Regions from separate parts of the Mus musculus genome. Here regions 2 and 3 are each linked to region 1. A link is a contact called in public HiChIP or PLAC-seq data. All regions are on one chromosome and are shown on one strand. The core of a region is the stretch at or near the end of the contact, and the rest is flanking DNA. Distances in the headings are between cores, read along the strand shown.

Region 1 (4,287 bases), core at 1,129-3,628:
CAGGGATGGCTGCATGCTGTCCCTTTCAGAACAAGTCAGGACCGGTTAACCCCTGTGGGATGATCCTCATATCGGTCTGCATCCTGTCTCCCCCGGGATGTAGCAGAGGCAAGATAGAATGTTTCAGCTTCTTGGCTTGGTGCCATGCAGCGAATGCTCCTACTTAAGCCCACGTGTGGGGGACTGAAAGGCCACTTTCTGTTACAAGTTTCTGTGAAAACATTCACCGGGCATCCTACTGTTTAAAGGGTCACCTGCAGCCGAGTGTGGGGTCAAGGGTCAGAGGGCATGGGATTTCATTAGCAGAGAAGTCTATCTTTTTGGTGTCAGCCATTAAGGGTCACTGATTTATCTAGCGAACAAAATTCCTCTAAGCAGCTGCTACTGAGTTCTCTTTGTGACTTTTGACACTGCAATTAGCAGGGTGTAGCCCATCTGATGGACACCAAATCCCTAGAAATGCTAAACCCATCCTTACTAGAGAATTGCTGCAGGATAACTGTTGAGGACTATAGGAGTCTTCCTTTTTCACACTAGAAGGAGGGCTGGGGGCCAGGTGAGCCAGCGGGAGGGCTATGTGCCGCGGTTTAAGCGGTTTAACTAGAAGGTACTGCAGCTCTTTCCCCGTTTTCTTTACTCAACAAGTAACATTGCTCCCATCCACCCCCACCCTCCCTCCACCCCACCCCCTACCCCACCCCGCATAAGAAACATGGTGAAGTGATAAAGCCACATAGAATTCAATTATTTTTCACTTTTCCCCCGTGAACCAAGTTTCAAGACAAAGCCAGTGTGTTCCTCCTGGTCTCCTGGAGAGGAGGGGGAGTGTGTCAACAAAAAGCTTGTTTGATCTCTCCACAGGCTCCTGGTAATTGGAGTGTGAGGGCTCACAGATTGGGTTTGTGTATTGCTGACGTGGGGGGGGGGGTTTAATCGTTAACCTTCAGGAACGGGTCATGCTTGTAACTCATCAGTGCGCCTGCCTGGCTGAGATCACGTGACCAGTGTGGAGCACCCCCACCCACCCCTAAAGACAGGCACCTGTTATAATGCCTTGGTCCCGTGGGTGCAACAGTGTACAGAGTCCAGTCCTCACCGGCCATGTCTCTCTCTGGGCAGCAGTTGGGTGTCTCAGACTGGAGGAGACTGTCAGCTGGATTCCGCCCTCAGCCAGATCTCTTACACTCAGGGAAGATTCCAGGTGTCCTGGGGAGTAGTGACTCAGACACTGGACTTCCTGATTCTTTAGACACAAACCCAACACTATTCTGAACTAAAGTTGATTGGAACACAGCAGTTTCACCCTGAACTTTACCAAGAGGCTACTTTCAACAGGACAGATCCAAATTTCACCGTGAAAAAAAAATCCCACTTAAAGAGTTGTGGACGCAACGCTATCACACTCTTTCGAGTGCGCACTATTTTGTTCTTTTAAAAATACTGCAGTACTGAGGGGAAGGAACCTTGAGCTGTTTCTAGAAATGGGTAGCAATTCTACTCCCGAGGGGCCCCAAGTGGTCTACAGAGGGGGACTCGATGGGCGCGGGTAGATGAGAAAGCGCCACTAATCCCCTCTCCCACGTTCCGCATACCGGAGGACACTCGTCTTATTTTTTTTTTTTTTTTAATGGGATCAGGTGACGTGCAATCTTGGAGACGATCCTCAGCGGGCAAGACTCCTCAATGACCCAAGCAAACCCAGTACAGTGCCCTGTGGCTCAAGTTCACGCAGTGTAGCCACGCAGTGTAGCCGGATGACCTGCTCCCGGGATGAGGTCAGTATGTGCGCAGACTCCTGCCAGGCGGAATGGAGCCCACGCTCCCCACCACAACAGCCTGTGTCTAGCCAGACTTGCGCGCCGCCGCACCAAGGTTGTGTCCGCCGCAGAGGCGGTGCGCAGTCAACCCCGGGTCCCGCGCGCGGCTCTCCAGCTCGCACCCCGCGGCGCGCTCCCCACGCAGCCGCGCATCTGCTCTTTCCGCTCGCACATTCCACGCAACTGCGCCCCGATCGCGCCCCAGCAGGTCCCTTCGGCCGCTCGCGCCCAACTTGCTCCTTACCAGCTGCTCCCGTAGCGCGGTCAGCGCCGCCTCCAGACGCAGCTCCTGGCCGCGGGGCCCTGGCGCAGGGTGCAGGCCCAGAGCTCCCCGCACGCGTGCTTGCTGCGTGGCTCGCAGCCCCTGAAGCTCCTGCAGCCCGGCCAGTGCGGCTCGTAGTCGCGCGCCCACCCTGCGGCGGTCCCAACCCGCGGGCCCCTGGCCGCTCGGTGCCCACATCTCCCGGACGCTCAACCGCCGCGCCGCGCGTCCCCGTCGCGTCTCCCCGCCCCCGGCTGCAGGTCGCTTAGGTGGGTTGGGACCTATCGCTGGCCGCGGAGGGCGGTGTTTGCGACGCCCGAGGTCACAGCGGCCGCCCCCTGCCCGCCCCGTCGACCGGCCGCGCCCTCGCCCAACCCCTGCGCCCCTGGGACCTATGAGCTCATCGGGGAAGGCCAAAAGCCCCTCCGCAGAGGGACAGAGAGGAGCTTAAGCATAGGCAAAGGTTTTGTTTAGGTTTTTAAATTTAAAAAAATTACAAAAGAAAAAAATTTACATTGCAAGACGCACGTTCCTATTTGTAAGCTGATTAAAATGGAAAATCCTATACCAGGTTCGCCAATGTACATGGAAAACCTGCGCTCGCTTCTCAGTACCGAGTCCAGCTTCACACACATGCTACGCACCTTTAAGGAAGCTTCTAGAAAGTTCCTGAGGTGTGCAGCTCTCACCATGGTGGTCACTTCAGCAACACTGTCTGGATCCCAGAAGCAAGCCGCACACTCTCAGTCGCCCCCACCTCCTTTACTCACTCCATGCTCAGAGCCCCCCAGCGGCCTCCTGTGGACACTGTCTTGAGTGGAATCCTGTTATCCGGGTCTTTTGCTGTTAGACTTCCGGGCGCGCCCATTTTGCAGCACTTTACTGGCCGAGTAGAGTATCTATAGTCTTCATGTTCCTCCAGTGATAAGTTAGGAAGAAGCTGTCATCCACTTCTGCACACAGGCAGGATGAAAATGCTTTTCTCTTCCTTGAGTGTCTACCGAAGGCAGGAATTGTTGAATCGCGGGTGGTTACTGAAGAGACCACTTTCCCGTGTTCTTACCATTTCCTCCCAAGCAGGGGTGGGAAGGTGCCTCCATCCAGAGCACCCAGGCCTGTGGAGTGTAGCTTGCAGTGATTCCTCGGGCAGGAGGAAGTTAAGTATCTTTTCCCTGTAGAATCGGTCATTCAGGTTCGCTACTTGCTTTAAGTTGGCTATCTCCTTAGTAACGAAGACCAGAGTCTCCTTTAAACTCTTTCCTTATTTGCAATTTCTTTCTTAGATACAGGATTCTCACAATGTTTTCTCCAGTCTACAGGTTTCTATTCATTTTACTTCCCTATTTTTGTTTTGTTTGGTTCTAAGACCGGGTCTTACTACAACAGAACTACTCCGTAGACCAGGCTGGTCTCCAAGGAACTCCAGCCTTCTGTGTGTACCTAGATCACAGCTTCGCAGCACTGAGCTTGGTTAAAGTTTTTACTCTTTATCTTTACCTCCTTGCACCAGTTTTCCCCGCTTTTTACTGCTTTCTGTGTGACGACTGAGAAGTCGCTGCCTGATTCGAAGCTACAGACTTCTAAGCTTTTGTAGTTTAAAGCTGATACTCTGAAGTCCTTCATCCTCTCAGGCTGAGCTCTGTCCTTGATCCTCCTGAGTCTCTTTCATTTTTCTGCAGACAGTGTAGCCCACTGCCCAACAGGAAACAGTGAGAGGTGTAGATCAATGGAGGGTCAGCTGATATGGAGAAGGAATTTCTGTTTTCTGTCATATTTATGCTTGTTCCAGGCTGTGTCAATGACTCACCTTTTCACTGGGTTCTGAAGTCTGGACACATAAGCTCTCCAGCCCTGTATCTTCTCACTACTGCCTCCTGCTCTGTGCCCTCCCTATTTCCACAGAATTTATGGGTCACGTGGCCAGTGTCTGCAAAGAAGACAGCATGGGTCTTGTTGGGGGATGCCCGGAACCTGTCAGTCAATAGGAAATATTACATTAAGTTGAGTGTTCTTGGTGCACAGACATGGGCCCCTTGCCACACAATCAGGTCCACTTTCAGTTTATTCAACCATGCCTCAGATTATCAGTAAGCCTTGTTCCCGTGTCCAATTTGTTTTTGAGGTTTTTTTTTTTTTAATTTTTATAGTGTTGTAAACCGTTTTCCAGTTTCATTTTTAGGTGTTCACTGCTGGGGCATAAGATTATTC
Region 2 (4,287 bases), core at 560-3,059, 720 kb before region 1:
GTCAACTTGACACAGCTGGAGTTATCACAGAGAAAGGAGCTTCAGTTGAGGAAATGCCTCCACGAGATTCAGCTCTAAGGCATTTTCTCAATTAGTGATCAAGGGGGAAAGGCCCCTTGTGGGTGGTGCCATCTCTGGGCTGGTAGTCTTGGGTTCTATAAGAGAGCAGGTTGAGCAAGCCAGTGGAAGCAAGCCATGTGGGAGCATCCCTCCATGGCCTCTGCATCAGCTCCTGCTTTCTGACCTGCTTGAGTTCCAGTCCTGACTTCCTTGGTGATGAACAGCAGTATGGAAGTGTAAGCTGAATAAACCCTTTCCTCCCCAACTGCTTCTTGGTCATGATGTTTGTGCAGGAAGAGAAACCCTGACTAAAACACACGGAATGGATGAATGCATGAGTATATGGATTGTATGGTCTGCACTGGTATCAAGGTGTTCTTTTCCTACAGATTGAAAGTCACACTCAGAGAGAGAGAGAGAGAGAGAGAGAAAGAGAGAGAGAGCACACTCCTGTGAGATCATAAGCACACATGTATGTGCTGATGACACCCTTCACAGACTCCAGACTCCAGGAGATTTTGAGGAACTGCAAGGATTTATAGAGTGACTGGTCTAGAACACTGTCAGTGCTAGGTTGGAAATTATTCCATTTCATGGTTAAGAGGGAGCTGGCCTCCCTGATAAGCTCTTAAAACCAAAACCAAAACCAAGTCTGCCTTTACCTGATGGTGCCAGTAGCAAGCACAGAACTTTAAAAAAAACAAACAAACAAACAAAAACAAAGAACAACAACAAAACACACACACACACACACACACTTCCCATCCTGTCTCTGTCTTCCCTCACAGCAGCAAACCTGGCTTTGTGAGTGACACAGGACAGACAGAGATAAACAGAAGAGGCTAACTAGACCTCGGCTGTGGTCAAGGGGACTAGGGAGGAAAGATGCAGACAAAACAAAGTCTGGTTGAGTGCCCAGGCCTAGTCTGCTGGACTGTCAGGCAGCCAACTTTAATTTGCAATGTGGGGACCAGAAGGAAGCTCATACCAGGGTCCCAGCAGTGCCAGTTCTGAGGAATGAGGTGTGACTTCCTGATTTACAGTTTTGAGAGGGTGACATTCCTCTATTTTCTTCTGTATTGATGTCCTGAGAGATTAAATTCTTGCTTTCTCTCCTTGACAATGCCAGATTTTTTTTCCACCCTCTACCCAGCAGTATGTAAGCACTGAGGACCACTGGGCCTTGCTGACTGAGGGCCCTTGAAGCTCTCAAGCCCCTCCTCTCTGGGCCGCCTTTCCCTTGACTCCACATTCAATAAATGGAATCCACATCTCTGTGATGCCTGCATCCCTGAGCCACAAAGGCGTGCAGTGGGATCCAGCATCTTACTTTTGTTTTTCTCAGCCATCTTTTGTGATGGGGCCTGGGAAAAGCCCTAATGAGCCTACCCCCGCACCACAGAAGGTCTTGTTGGAGTGGGGAGGCAGCTTCTCCCACCTGCGGGCGGGGGCAGGGCAGGGACCGCATCCACTTCGGGCTTGCAGGAACAATGCTGCATTTAGCAGTCAAGGCGGTGGGAATGTGAAGAAAACAAGACGGCACAAAAGATTAATTTGATGCAAGAAAAGATATTTTAAAAAGTCCAGTAGAGAAAGCTATCCTACTAAAATTTCAAGGGCAATAACTGTGAAAATGCGGAAGAGGCCCTCGGAGCCTGCCAAGTCCATCTGGCAGGGAGGGTCCTGCAGCCTAAGCTACAGCTCGCATGGCCTGCTAGAGCCCTGCATCCTGTTTCATTTTACTAAACACGTGTGGAATGATGGAGTTAATTTCAAAACCCTGAGTCATTATGGTCTAACCAACTGCAGATGATGAAAGCAATAACATCATCAAAGCCGACAGGGAGGCAGACCTTCCTCAAAGGTGAAACCCCTCTGCGGGGGGGGGGGGGGGGGGGGGGGTAAAGGGCGAAGTGAATGGTGTTGTCAGAAATTGAAAACAAGCTTTGAGGAGAGGCAAGTTTAGCATTCGCTGGGTTCCTGTGGGATGCTGTTAAGTTGCTAAAGTTCAAATAAAAGTACTGGATCCGCAGCCACTGTTGATCTCTAACTTGCTCCTGGGGTGGCAGGGAGATGGACTGGGGTTCCCAGGCCCTGTTTTTCAGGGTGCCATTGTTTCTGATTCCTGTGTGTCTCTGCTCACTCCTGAGGTGTAACATCTCAAAATGCCCAGCTGTTCTTGGCACATGAGATGTACTTTTGGAAAGTAGGTTTGCTTTGGGTATCCTTGGCTTAGAGGGACGATAGAATAGATGAACTCTATACAGCCAGGCTTTCCCTTGATTTGGGAAACTACTTCTATGATTTTATTAGATATATTTTGTATTCCTTTAGCTTGAACTCCTTCTCTCACTTCTATGCCAACAGTTCATTTTGCATTTATTACTCTTTTTATTGCTGAACAGTATTGCATTCTATTTTCTTATCTCACTGGAATCTTGTTCCTGCAATGGAGGTATGAAGGTAGGAGAAGAGAAGGAAACTCAGCTTGCTTCCCAGAGTGGGGGTGGGGTGGTGGTCCGGGGGCTCTGAGTGTGCTGGACAGCAGGAAGGCAGTGAAAAAGAAGCATTTGGCACAGATTGGCTAGAGGAAAGCCTTGGGCTACTATGCATTTTAAGACATGTGGGCATTCTGTTACACTGTATCCGTTATCATGATCATCTGAAAAAGGGGTCCCACTGTTGAGGGGAAAGAGCTTTCGTGTTCTTTTCACTGTGTGGGGCTAAGGAGCTAAGCTTTTAAGTTCTAAGCTTTAGTTACCTCAAGCTCCCATTGTTCCCCTGCTTTCTAAGTACTGTGGCTTGATCTAGAATGTGGTCCAAAGACTCAAGGCTTGGCCCCCAGCTGATAGTGCTGTTGAGAGGAGGGGCTCACTTAGGAGGGAAGAAGTAGTTAATGTGTGTGTGTGTGGGGGGGGGGCTTTCCAATGGTATAACTTGTCCCTGCCCCTTGTATTTATGCATCACCCTCTCCCGTCAGTTTTCTTCTCCCTCTCCCTCTTACCCCCTCTCCCTTTTCTCTTTCTCTATCTCTCCTTCTCTCTATCCCTCTACCCCTTTCTCTGTTCTCTTCCTCTCCCTCTTCCTCCTTCTCTCCTCCCTCTCCCATTCCCACCTTCTCTCTCTCCTCCTCTCCCTCTCTCCCCTCTCTCCTCTTCTCCCTCTCTTGTGTTTTGCTTTTGCTCTCTGTTTCTCTCTACCCACTTCACAGCCCCATAAGTTGAGGCCCTCCCCTCCCACATGGGAGCTCCACTCCGATTACTTGTCTCACCCCAGATCCACAGTCAAAGCCAAGGTTTGTAGATTGAACCCTCTGAAGCTGGGATTTTTCTCCTTTGTGTCTTGGGTACTTTATTACAGGAACAGCTGACTAGCACACGAGTATGCAAATGCTATGAGCATAAACTGGATCTGTTTTCTTGCCATGATTCACTCCGCTGAGCATATAGTAAACCCTCAGTTCACAGACACTTTGGGCCACTGATCTCCTAGACTCTGCTATCTTCCCAGCCATGACCACCTGCAGCCAGCAGAAGAAACCGCAAGTCTAAAATGTGTTCTGCATCCTTATCTGCTCACAGCCATGTGCGCTAAATGAATGAATAAATGTTCTCGTTTGAACCAACACACAGGCTCAGCACAAGGAAGCCTTGTGTGCTGGCAAAGAGAAAGACATTTCCATAAAGTCTTTTACTGTCAATAGGCCTTCTGCAATTGACAAGCTGAAGCCGTAGCAGCCTTGGGAAGGATATCAAGGAATTCGTGGACAATATGATGCATGATTTGTGGAAGCTGGAGTTATCCATGGACTTTAGGCTTAGCAAGTGGATATTAGAAGACAGCATGTCATTTCTTTTTTGGAACTTTGAGAGAAGAACATGAGGTTTGAAAGCATCCTGATTCATATGTTTCTTGATGCTTTTTCTGTGCCTTGTGACCCAACCTCTGTCTTAATGTAATGCAGTTGACCTTGAACAGAAAGTCCATCCTCTTGTTACCAACTCACAGCTGCATAGTCTCCAGGGCAGGGCCCAGCTGACCACTTAGCACTTTGTGAAATGTCACAGGGAGCCACACACAGGGAGCCCACAGGGCAGTTCTACCCATTTGCCTCACATCCTGATCTGTGACACTTGTGACCTTGGACAGTATCAAACAAGAAGACGGGGAGGCAAAATGAAGGAGGACAGAGATCCTGGGGAGGTATTGTGCGACAGGCACTATGTT
Region 3 (4,287 bases), core at 1,108-3,607, 700 kb after region 1:
TAAATAGTATAAGTCAAAACATCCAGACTCAGGCTCTGACTGACATTTCTGAAATGTTCACCACTTGTGGGTTATGTTTGCAGTTCATAAGGTCATGATTCATGAGAAGAAGCAAGGCTTCTCTCTTAGCATCCTCTCTTCTTTCCGCCTTACTAGTGAGAGTCCATGCCCTGTCTCTCCTTTCTCACTCTATTTCCAAAAAACCTTACAGGATTCCTTTAAGCCAGTCACTACGCTCCTTCATAGAATCCTCCAGACCATCATTATTACCTCTGCGATATAACAAGAAACTAACAAAGTTAGCTGTGCTTTACTGTGGGCATTTTGCTATTTTTACACCATAACAAATGTAAATATATATTTAATGTATGTCAATAGACATACCACACACCAAGAGTGTGTTACTACGTGTTAAATATGCATGTACTTCATATGTGAATAAGAAACTGACCCACCACTGTGTATCCACTGTAGTAAAACAGATCCTCATTATATCTGTTGTTGGTGTTCCCCAAAGAGAGACTGCCAGCTGTGACAGTCCATAGCTCAGGGTCACTAAGCAGTCTGGATCTATTGCTGGTCTCCCCTAAAGAGGGCTGACAGCTGTTACCATCTATAGCTCAGGGTCACTAAGAACTTTGTCTGATGTCACTGACCACCATGGCACAGGTGCTCACGTACACATTACCAAAAGCAGCATGAGTTCTGTCCTGTGAACTGACCACACCCTCAGTGTCCGGTCTCGGCCTGTAGACAGCAGCCACCTCTTGTCATGGCTCCAGCAGATAGTGCTCACAGCTCCATCATGACCTGGGTATTCAGGAAAAAGGGAAACCAAGTAGAATGTCTGTCTGTATAAGAACAGGCCAGAGCTGCTGCTTCTCAAGGAATAAGGGAAGCAGTTTCTTGCTGCCAGGCTAAAAGACCAATCACATCATCAGATAACCTTGCATTAAAGGTGTTTTAAAAAGAAAATTCAGGTTTTTCTTCTTTCCTTGCCCCTGCTCCTGGAATGGTGAATCTGAAACTAATTATTTATTATGAAATCCTAGGCCATAAGCTTTGGCTTATTTCCTGACTAGCTCATAACATATTTAACCATTTAAACTATTCTGTCTACCATTTAGCTAGTTACCCCAACCCCTTTGGTCCCAGCCTGCTTCTTCCTTTGTGTCTCCTCAGCATCTCTCGGCATTTCCCTGAGTTCATTTACCTGCTGGTTTATATCTGTCTTACTATTTCCCAGGATCCTCTCTCTTCCTGCTGTGCTCTGCCTCCTATTTCTTGCCTCAGCTCACTGGCCATTAGCTCTTTTATTGACAGGTAGTGCTTATAAAAGATTCTCCGTACATAAAGGCCTACTGATGAGGGTTGGAGAGGAGGCCTCTCTAAGATCTCACATTTCTTAAAGTTCTGACTTCATGTGCCCAGATCAGAGGAAGTTCTAATACCACAGTATAACAAGCAGTGTTCTAAAAGATCGTACAGAGATCTCGGGACCCTGTGATGATCTATCAGTATAAATAAGCCTTTTCTTTTAGTTTCAAAGGGAGAAAACAGGAGAACTCACTAAGGATGCTTGGACATGCTCTGATCATCTGCTCTGGCCAATGGCTGCTTTGGATGCTGGCTTATACAGGTGCTAGCATACCGCCTGCTAGGGAGCCCACAGGCAGGTGGGACTGACCTTCAGCTATGCGGTCCCTACTCCTCAATCTCCTTCTGACAAGGAACGTGCTGTCTCCTAATCTCACCTTTGCCCTTACAGTCTCTATAAAGCAAACTTGAAACCACAGCTACCTGAGTTTCCGAGAGACCCAAGAGCCCAAGGATTCATGGAAGCAGACACTTGGAGACAGCATCATGGGCTCTCTCCTGGGCGAGCCAATGGAAACAGGTAGACAGGAGAACTGGAGGCTGCACAGTGTCAGGCAAACGGAGAACACCAGTGACCCGAGACACGCTGAACCATCACATTCCACCCCAAGGTGCCCTGTGGTACACTCTGCAGCGTAAGGAACCACAACTTTGACAAGAATCTAACAGGAACCTCCCACCCAGGCTGCTCTCTGCACGGGAACTTGCACACTGCAATTGAAAGGGCATTCAGTGAATCAGTATCACCAGAGCACACTGGCCAGAAAGCCACCAAAATAGAACTGGAAAGCCAGAAAGTACTGTAAGTAGAATGCCACTCTGAAATGGGACCTCAAAACAGCAAAAAGTTACCAAGCAGAAAAATTATGCCAAATGCCTTTGCTGCCCTCTTGTGTCAAGTTCTGGCATTTTCCACAAAAGAACAAAGGACCTCTCAAATGTGCAAAAAAACATTTACTCACTACTGTGGGAACACAACGTGGAGCACTGTGAAAATCTGTGTGGAAGCTGGTCAAACAGCTGGAAAAAGACTATCACATGATCCAGCTCTAGCACTGCATACCCAAAGGACTCTATATCCTACTGTAGAGACGGTTGCTCCTCCATGTTCACAATTGGCTCTAGTCACAACAGTCAGAATATGGAAACAGCCTGTGTGTCTATCAACTCATCTATGTACAATGAAGACATAGGATATTTATTTCCTACGCTATTCAGCCCTTAAGAAAAGCACAATTATGAAATCCCCAGGTAAACGGATATGGGTGGAAACAACCATCCTGAGAGTAGTAACCCAGACTCAGAAACACCAACTTTGCATGTTTTCTCAAATCCATAGGTGTTATCTTTGAGTCTTCCGATATGTGTGTTTCATCTGGAATTCCTATGGAATTCAGAAAATTAGTAAGGGACCCTGGGGTGGGGCTTTCAAGGGAGCAAAGAGCAAATGGAATGGTATAAAGAGCCGGGCAGTGGTGGCGCACGCCTTTAATCCCAGCACTTGGGAGGCAGAGGCAGGCAGATTTCTGAGTTCAAGACCAGCCTAGTCTACAGTGTGAATTCCAGGACAGCCAGGGCTATACAGAGAAACCCTGTCTCGAAAAACAAAACAAAAAGAGAGAGGGGGGATGGTATAAAGAGGTGACGGCCAGTAATGGGAAAGGGAAGGTTAAATGGGGTAGAGGCTGGGAACAAAGAGTAGAGGACGGAACATGAGGGGTGACTAACACTGAAGAACTTTTGAAAAAGTCACATGGAAGCCTACCACTGTAAAAGTAAGTATACTTAAAATGTATACTACATATATAAGAAGAATTTAAATGGAGTTACTCTATAATGGGGTGGCAAACCCCTCCTAGATACCATAGGCTAACAAATGAAAAGCCCAGAGTCCAGAATGATTACCACTTTTGGACTTACTGGCCACTGGGGTCCCACAGAACTCCGAATATTACAGGCCATTGCCAATGTTATTGGCTACCATCCAGAGACTGACGGTAAGACCCTATTGATAGAAACACACATGCTTGGGTCACAGACTATAAAGAAATGAAGCTGGTTAGAACCTGAGGCTTCATCCCTTCTGGCTGGCTTCCATAGTACTGGGCGGTGCTGTGCATTCTACCACAGAGAAGTTATCATAAGTCATACCTGGCTGCAAACTCTGAATGCTGCCATCAGCCTGACAGGACACGGCTATTGTAATAATGGTGTGAATATAATAGTGATAAACTATATTCTGATTGGATTTAAGGCCCATCCACAAATTGAAACCCATACTAGGCACCAACATCAGGCTAAGAACCTGTGGCTAGTAGACATAGGGGGAGCATTGTCCTAGTGCTCTGCTGAACAGCCACAGTGTGATACTGACTCCCGATGACTTAACCTCATAGCCATGGATTAGTGCGCCTCTCAGCCTTCAGCACATTCACTGCCGTCCTCAGCAGGCGGTGATTAACACAGAGACCTACCACTGGTGAAGATGCAAACATAGTAAGAGACTGAAGTGCTCAATCTGAATGGGACATTGACATCCAGCTAGAGCACTCCCTCCCAGGGCTCAGGAGAAGAAACAGAGGCTGAAAGGGCCAGAGATGGCAGAGCAAGAAAACTCTTTTCCAGATACAGCAGGGCAGTTGGCATATAAACACACAGCAGTTCTGGCAGCATGAGTAAGACTTGTGCAAGCTCAAACCAGCTGGGAGAGGGAGAGTCTGCTTTCTTTAAGGGCCTGGCCCTCGTAGGTCAAACTCCAGTGAAGGCCAGACAGACAAAAGCTCATGGATAACACAAATTGGAACTGATGGGTTTAAAACAAAACAAAACAAAGCAAAGCAAAACAAGAACATAAAGCAGCAGGGTGGGTAAAGAAGGGGTGAATATGTGAAGAGTTGGGGGGAGGAATAT

Evidence for each region. HiChIP or PLAC-seq counts read pairs in DNA pulled down with a chosen protein or histone mark.
Region 2: an H3K4me3 HiChIP or PLAC-seq map of stem cell-derived neural progenitor cells shows a contact between it and region 1, with 4 times the contacts expected there. The contact joins the enhancer-like site here to the promoter of Dact2 in region 1. A contact is called at or near these places in 7 of 39 promoter capture datasets (HPC-7-derived erythroid cells, cranial neural crest, embryonic stem cells and 3 more), 4 of 115 datasets of contacts at active chromatin or transcription factors (astrocytes, embryonic stem cells and stem cell-derived neural progenitor cells) and 2 of 9 other capture datasets (embryonic stem cells and macrophages).
Region 3: a contact with region 1 is called in an H3K4me3 HiChIP or PLAC-seq map of stem cell-derived neural progenitor cells, with 14 read pairs. The contact joins the enhancer-like site here to the promoter of Dact2 in region 1. A contact is called at or near these places in 13 of 39 promoter capture datasets (the 3T3-L1 cell line, the HPC-7 cell line, the SN4741 cell line and 8 more), 2 of 15 datasets of contacts at CTCF or cohesin (both in the NIH/3T3 cell line), 1 of 484 Hi-C or Micro-C datasets (cerebellar granule neurons), 7 of 115 datasets of contacts at active chromatin or transcription factors (embryonic basal ganglia, embryonic forebrain, embryonic stem cells and 2 more) and 1 of 9 other capture datasets (embryonic stem cells).

Annotation. Positions count from the first base shown.
Region 1 is chr17:14,201,453-14,205,739 of GRCm38.p6, forward strand. It overlaps Dact2 (dishevelled-binding antagonist of beta-catenin 2), which reads right to left and starts at 2,379. Exons shown (of 4, transcript NM_172826.3): 1 at 2,062-2,379. The coding sequence starts at 2,277. Gm34510 (a long non-coding RNA gene) reads left to right here and starts at 2,255. Exons shown (of 3, transcript XR_001782252.2): 1 at 2,255-2,348.
Region 2 is chr17:13,478,067-13,482,353 of GRCm38.p6, forward strand. No RefSeq gene overlaps it. Among named protein-coding and RNA genes, the nearest start is that of Rnu6, 48 kb to the left of the region's middle. Within about 2 kb of position 1,810, at least 98 of the 459 cell types and tissues checked have an H3K27ac peak or open chromatin away from gene starts, as enhancers often do. A contact at or near this core is called in astrocytes and stem cell-derived neural progenitor cells, where this site is marked.
Region 3 is chr17:14,902,749-14,907,035 of GRCm38.p6, forward strand. Wdr27 (WD repeat domain 27) reads right to left here. Exons shown (of 25, transcript NM_175173.3): 18 at 689-810. Among named protein-coding and RNA genes, the nearest start is that of Wdr27, 38 kb to the right of the region's middle. Within about 2 kb of position 2,358, at least 34 of the 459 cell types and tissues checked have an H3K27ac peak or open chromatin away from gene starts, as enhancers often do. A contact at or near this core is called in stem cell-derived neural progenitor cells, where this site is marked.